Regions from separate parts of the Anser cygnoides genome. Here region 1 is linked to region 2. The links are chromatin contacts, called in public Hi-C maps. All regions are on one chromosome and are shown on one strand. Each heading gives the region's core, a stretch centred on a gene start, on an enhancer-like site or on the middle of the called end of the contact. The rest is flanking DNA. Distances are from core to core; before and after follow the strand shown.

Region 1 (3,502 bases), core at 244-2,743, 750 kb after region 2:
TGGGAACTTTGCAAACAAACCTCAAGAGCCGTACTTAGAAGGCTGAAGGCATGCCAGCCAAAAATGTTTTTAAGTAAGTATAGTTCATAAACACACTCTCTAAAAATGAACCGATAGGTGAATTTGCTGGAGGTCAAAGCCTGCAGCACTAGCAATTTGGGCACTAGGAATTTCTTGGCCGTCTCCCTGGAGAAACAGATGCTCATGACAGCAATCATGCTGCAAATACCAGTGATGCTCTCACACGTATTTGCAAATACTCTTTTGAACAAAAGAATTGCATAGAAGTGAGGATGGCTCTGTAGCTAGACAGAACAACGCGGAACCCAAACTTACACTCAGCATGCTTGGAGTTCCCCCAGCGGTGTTGGGTGCTGAAATGTAAAGCCCGGAGAGGCACTGCCCAGTGTAAACAGATGTGTGAGGGGAGCAGCGAGCGGTGCCACGGACACCGTGGTCTACCGTAAGCTTTTAAATTAAAAACCTGAATAAACCCCGAAGTTTAGAACATATTGTACATCTGCCTACCAATTTGCCATCAGCCCCCTTAATTAAAGGATATAAAACGCGTCACTGCAGACAACGGCAGGCTGATTTGGTGCTCCTTTTAGGCTGCGACCCTCCCCGGCCGGGGAAGGGCCCGGGGGCGCGGCGGTACGGGGGGCACCGCCATGGAGGCGCCCCGGGGGACCCACCTGCAGCACCAGCGGCTCGGGGTTGAAGGCGAGGGTGATGAGCAGCTGCATGCGCTCCGAGTCCTTGAGGTTGCGCAGCAGGAAGCTGCCGGAGTCCTTGGTCTCGGCGTAGCGGCGCACCAGGCGGTCGAGCAGGCGCTGCGAGGGGCAGTGCACCAGGTCAGACCAGCCCTCCACGGCGTCGGGGGTGAGCAGCCGCACGTCGCCGTTGAGGCTGGCGAACTCGGTGGCGTGCAGGGCCTGCGGGAGGTCGCAGCGGCCCCTGCCGGTGGCGCGGCGGCAAATCTTGGCGTCGATCTCGGCGAGCTCCTGCGCCGAGCCCAGGCGCTTGAGCACGACGCGGCGGCTGCCCTCGCGGGGCTCCCCGTAGCGGGCGAAGTACACGTTCTTGACGTTGAAGAAGTCGAGGAGCCGCAGGCGGCCCCAGCTCTCCAGCCGCAGCTGCCCGTTGAGGAACTTGCGGCACCAGCTGGTGCCCCAGCAGGCCGGGCACTTATTGAGCTGCAGGAAGCGCCGCTCCGCCAGCTCGTTGCGCTGCAGCGAGGCCAGCAGCGAGTGCGTGTTCAGGACCAGCGCCGCCGCCAGGCTGCCCAGCACCGCCAGCTTCACGTAGCGGTACAGCCGCCCCAACTTCAGCGACACCAGCCGCAGCATCGTCCCGGGCCGGGCCGGGCCGGGCCGGGGAGCCGAGAGAAGCAGAGCCGAGGCGAGGCGAGGCGAGCCGGGCCCCGGCCCTCCCGCTTCCCCCCCTCCTTCCCTCAGCCCCGCCGCACCCGCACCGGCCGCCTCGCCGCCCGACGAGCGGCGGCCAAGTTACTGAGGGGACGGCGGGCGGGGGAGGGCAGCGGGGGGAAGGCGCGGGGGGCGGCGCCAGCAGCCCGCCGCCACGGCAGGGCACGCCCACGGGGAGGGGCCGCGGCGCCGCCGCCGTTGAGGGGCCCCCTCCGCCCCCTCCTCCTCCGCCACCTCCCCCCGCCCACCTGGGGAGGGGGCGGGGCCTTGGAGGGAGAGCGGCGGCGGCCGCGGCGGTTGGCTGCACGTGACGCGCGTGCCTGGCGTACGCGCTTCTTCCTGAGGGCGGGGCTCGGGGGGGGCGGGGCGGGCGGTACCCGCCTCCTTCAGGAGATGGGGGTGGAGGGGCGGGCGGGGGAGTTGTGATGGCGCCGGCTGCCACCGTAGCCCCCCCCGGTCCCGGTTAGGAGCGGTCAGAGATCGTCAGCTGCCCTTAACGCGACCTCTCTCAGCCCCCGCTATCGCCGTTTCCATCGCTGCCTGTCACGACAGCGTCCCGCCTGTCACGACGCTGTCCCCCGCCCGTCACGGCGGCACCGCGGCTCGGCGCTGCCCCTCAGCGGCGGCTCGGCCGCGGCTCGCCCTGAGGGGACGGCAGCGCTGGGTGGTGCCCGCCGACTGCCCCCCGCCGGCTCCCGCTACTTCTCCTCACAAAATGACACGGGGCCCCAAAACTCCTCACGGTAGTCCAGGACTGGATGGGTCCTCCAATTTGTGACTGAAAAACGGGCGACAGCCCGTCTTCTGCGCTCCCCGGTCACTGCAGACCTGCTCGGTCCCAAAAGTGCACGAGGGATAACTGACTGACCGGTGTTGGGGCAGTGCAGCGCAACGGATGTCTACCAGTTACTTCATTTCCATGGTGCATACATTTAAGCACATATTATCTGGAGTATTACGTTTCTGTTTTTACATTAGCATGCACTTAACTCACTGTGTGCTGTTTTGATGTCGATATTTGTAATTTATACGTATAAAAACAGCTCCAGGCATCCATCACACAAGTTGTCGTTGACTGTGTACAGTGAACTTGCACCTCAGGCATATCTCATTCACCATGCCTTGTTAAAAGCTGTTTGTAGGGTCAAATAATCTAATCAGCAAGATCTTGACTACAAAACTATGAATTTATTAGAAAACAAATATATATATATGTTATTTACTCATATACGTACATATACATATAGTTTACCCTAACTCAAGTCTTTACTATGGACACACTGATCCTGAAAGCTGAGCTGATTTTTTTCTGGATATAAACTCCAATTTCAGTAGCCAAACATGGTCAGTCTTCTTTACACACTGGTAGTGGTTTTTTTTCATCTACCAATACTTGCTGGAACTTGTCTATTAAGCCACTAAGAAATCCAGATATAAACAAATATGTTGAATTAACATTTAGTTATACATTGCTTTCTTGATTCTTATTTCTCAAGCTTTCTTACTTGGATATAGGGAAACAGCTTGATTCTTCTGAATGTTAACAAAACATTTTAGTCTTTACTAGATGAAAACATCATTTTACGTACAAAGAAGCTGTTAAATACTTTAACTAATACTTTTTTCCAGCAACAATGTAGTGCTCTTAAGGCCTTTTGCACTGTAAATCCATAAATAAATATACTGCTTAAAAAAAAAAATGAAAAAGAAAACTTGCTCTGAGCTACATAAAAGTTGCTAATATTTCTGGTTTCATTGGTATTTGTAGGAGACTTTGGGGATAACTGGGGATACTTTCTGAGGGATAAAGGAAGGTAGAGGCTGCCTTTTTATACAGTGTGGCTGTAATTCAGATTTACATATTTTGCTTAAGGCTGGAAAATAAAAAAGTAGAGGCAGAGTTACTAAGGAAAAACAAAGGAGGAAGAGCACTTGATAAAAAAATTAATTCTTCGGGAATGATATATGGAGCTTGTAATTTAAAAAGCATGATTTGTGAATGAGCCATTTCAAGAGGGGAGGGGAATCCATTTCAAGGTGCAGGGGAATGCGAAACAAACTAGATAATGCACTAT
Region 2 (3,456 bases), core at 755-3,254:
GTCTGTTGTTTCAAAAACTGTGTGAAAACTAATCCGAGAAGACTGGGATTTCATGAGGTGAAATACTTTGTATTTCAGTTAAAGGTCTTCCACTATTTCACTTAATAACAAGATTGCTTCCAGGCATTCAAGGAATTAAGCAATATACTTTCTCAGCCTAATATATTTTTTTCTGACTTTTTTGACAGCTATGTTTTATAGAAATGGTTTTTATTATTATTATTATTATTATTATAATTCTGCTATCCTGAAAATAAGGCTTAGATATTGTATCTCATTATTTTTTACCTCCACCTGTACACATTATACATGTAATAATACCCAGTCTTCCGAATGACTTTCAACAATAAGAACAGAAGTTTAGAAGTCCCTAAAAGTCCTTAATACTTTTATTAAACTAATACTTAAAAAAAAAAAAAGTTCAATTTATAATGTTCACTGAATGACTTGGAAATCAAAAACATTAAAGAAACTAGTAGGATAATTCAGTATTAGATTTAAAGCTTAGGAAAATATTTTGTTATTCTCTGTAACATGTTAGAAAAAAATCTGGAATTTAAATAGTAAGATGTCATTAATATGTAAATAACAATCCATTACAGTAAAAATAGACTACACATTTGTAAACAATAGGACTTCCATGTAAATCTTAAATGGCATGTAAAGAAATGTCTCTGCAAGCTGATCCTCTGCAATATGTTTTACTAGTTTATCTGTAACACTGAAATATAACGTGATTATCGTTGACATAAATCTACTATGACCCTTATAAAACCAGGCATTTCACTTAAATATATCCATGGTTTATCTAGGTGACATTTATGTTCACTGCATCTTTTAATAATCTTTAACCTGAAAATACTTGTAATATGTTTTTTGATAACGCAGCCTTTCCAATAAAAAGCTGAGCTGTAAGTGAAGGATTTAACACTTCCCTGTCTCAGTCTGACCTCATCCACCAAATGGGACACTTTTGATGAAATATAAATGTCTTTTATACGTGTTATCTATATAAATAATATATAAAAATATAAAAATTATATATTATATATATACACATACATAGGTATGGTAGGCCTTTGGGTCCCAAACTCCATGTGCTCTTACATGAGGGACCACCAGCAGCTCTCCTGGTACTCTTTTTGGGCCTTGGCATGCTTCATCACTGATGGGCTGTTAACGGATTAAAGTCTGTGTGGCTCCACAGACTTTACATGGAAACAGGAAAGTACAGTAAATTTTGGTCCACCCACAAAATCTGTTTGTATTCAGGCAGTTTTGAAATTAAAGTGTTCTCTGTCCTGCTTGGCCTAATATAATACGGGGCCCCCTTTCCTTACCATATTTCTCGCAATCATGTTCTGCGTCTGGAGTCTGCATCATGAAGCTGCCTCTTTGTAAGACTCATTTTTGGGGGAGCTATCCAGAGGCAAATGTTCTTGAAATAAAACAGCTTGAAAAAGAGACGAGAGACTTTTTAGAAACTTTGGACCATTTCAGACTTAAAAACAGTGTTTCCTCAAGCGTTATGAATCCATGGCACTATCCAGTATTTCTCCAACTAGTGCCATTCTATTGGTAAGTACTATGATAGTGTCAGGCATTAGAATGAACCAAAGACAAGGTAATCATAAATAAAATAGAAATAAATAAATACAAATAAAATAAAATACAAGCAAAACCTATATATATAAAATATGTTTTCAGGAAATCTTTCAGAAATAGTGTTTCAGGGTAAGCACTAATCAAACCTGTTTTAGTGATTATTTTTTTCCCATTGTGATATGTATTTATGAGAAACCAGCTGTCTTTGCTGAGCATTTAGGTATTACTAGAAAATGTGTTGGCAGGACGTGATCTTGTTAACACCATGGGAAGCCTAGGATATGCTTTTTAGGCTTGTAGCTGACCGTGAGTAAGCATTTGATCCGCATGTAAAAGCCAACACCTACACGCGCAGGACCGGAGAGCCAACCCTCCTTAACGTCAGAGCACGTGTTGTTTGAGTTAAGCCCAGAGAGCTGCTGCCACCTTAAATTTCTGCCTTTGCAAGAAAACCTTCTGGAACTACAGCGGCCCTTCACTTCAGTAAATACTTGCCCTTCCGTTCCGCCGCCAGCGGACGGCTGAGGCCGGGCGGGGGCTGCCGGGGGCTGCCCCTGACGCACGAACGCGACACCGCGGCCAGGCTCCGCTCCCTCCCCGCCCCTGCCGGCCCCGGGGGCGGCGGCGTTCCCCGCCCGCTCCCGCTCCGCTCCGGGGGACTGGGTAGGGCCGAGCAAGGCCGGGTAGGGCCGGGTGCTGCGCTGCGGCGACGGGGAACGGAGCGGGGACTGGTGCGGGAGGGGTGGGGTCTCCTGGGGAGGTGAGCGTGTGCCCACCGCGTGGGGTTTGTTCTAGGGGCTCCTGTAAGGTTTCTGGGCTTCCGTCATAGGGACGGGAATGGTCAGGATGGCCACGTTTGGCTATTCGGGGATTGCGCCGTGAGTGACAAAATGCCTCTCTTTTGCGGTAGCTAGTTGTTAGAGGTGGCGAAGCACCCCTCCTGCTTGCAGATTATGGGGAGGGGGTTACGGAAACGTCTTGCTGATGGCCGCTTGGGCGAGCTGCGAGTGGCAGGCACGGCTCGGGCGGTGGTGGTCGCAGGGGCTCGGCACGGCTCGGCTCGGCTCGGCGCTGCCCCGGTGCTGGCGCTGCCGGCCCTTAGGGTTGGGGTCCGCAAGGGGCCAGGCTGATCGCTGCGCCCTGCCTTCCGGACGGGCTGTTTCGGTAACTTCAACGGGAAACAGTTTTTAATTCCATCACCCGGATGATTTTTTTAAGTATGCTGTGTTTCTAGAGTTGGGGTTAAATCCAGGGTTTGGTTAGTCGAACACGGTTATCAAAAAAGTACCATAGAGCTACCTAGGGTGAACTAACGTGTGCTTTACAGGTATTCAGCATTCTGTTTTTCAAATCGTAAACCTTCTCAGAAAGGGCCTGTTTTGGTATTTAAGTGACGCTGTGCATGACGTTAGTGCTTAGGGGCTTGTGTTAGTGTGCTCACGGCAGTCTCTTATGCAGCAGGGTAAGAAATGAAAGTGGTGGTCATGAATGAAGCCAGCATTATTTTCCAGATAAAAAGCGGAAGCTCTGCAGTTAAGTGAATTAAGATGTCTCTAAATTAGTTGCAGCCTAGCTACAGACGTGTATCAGGGTAAGTGAGCTCTGGAAAATGAGAAGCTGTGTGATGCAGTTCTTAAAACCTGAAAATGAACTATGGGTGTTCTGCCGTCCATTAAAAAGGAACAACAGCCTCAGGCTGTTGTTCCCTTTCTGTTGTTCTCTGAACTGGAACTGTTTTGTTCCAGTTTTGTTCAGAACCTGCATTTCCTTAACTGCCTTTCTAGAAGGTTTTGGCTGACCCTTAGGTACTTGGTCTCAGACCTCGTGGGGCGGGAAAGCTGCTGTGCCTCG

Evidence for each region. Hi-C and Micro-C count contacts between places; a contact is called where the count stands out from the background.
Region 1: a Hi-C map of liver shows a contact between it and region 2, with 1.9 times the contacts expected there. The contact joins the promoter of DIPK2A here to the promoter of LOC106036243 in region 2. A contact is called at or near these places in 2 of 7 Hi-C or Micro-C datasets (granulosa cells and liver).

Annotation. Positions count from the first base shown.
Region 1 is chr9:2,092,552-2,096,053 of Taihu_goose_T2T_genome, forward strand. It overlaps DIPK2A (divergent protein kinase domain 2A), which reads right to left and starts at 1,494. Exons shown (of 3, transcript XM_048049391.2): 1 at 696-1,494. The coding sequence starts at 1,349.
Region 2 is chr9:1,338,933-1,342,388 of Taihu_goose_T2T_genome, forward strand. It overlaps LOC106036243 (phospholipid scramblase 1), which reads left to right and starts at 2,005. Exons shown (of 9, transcript XM_013181560.3): 1 at 2,005-2,088.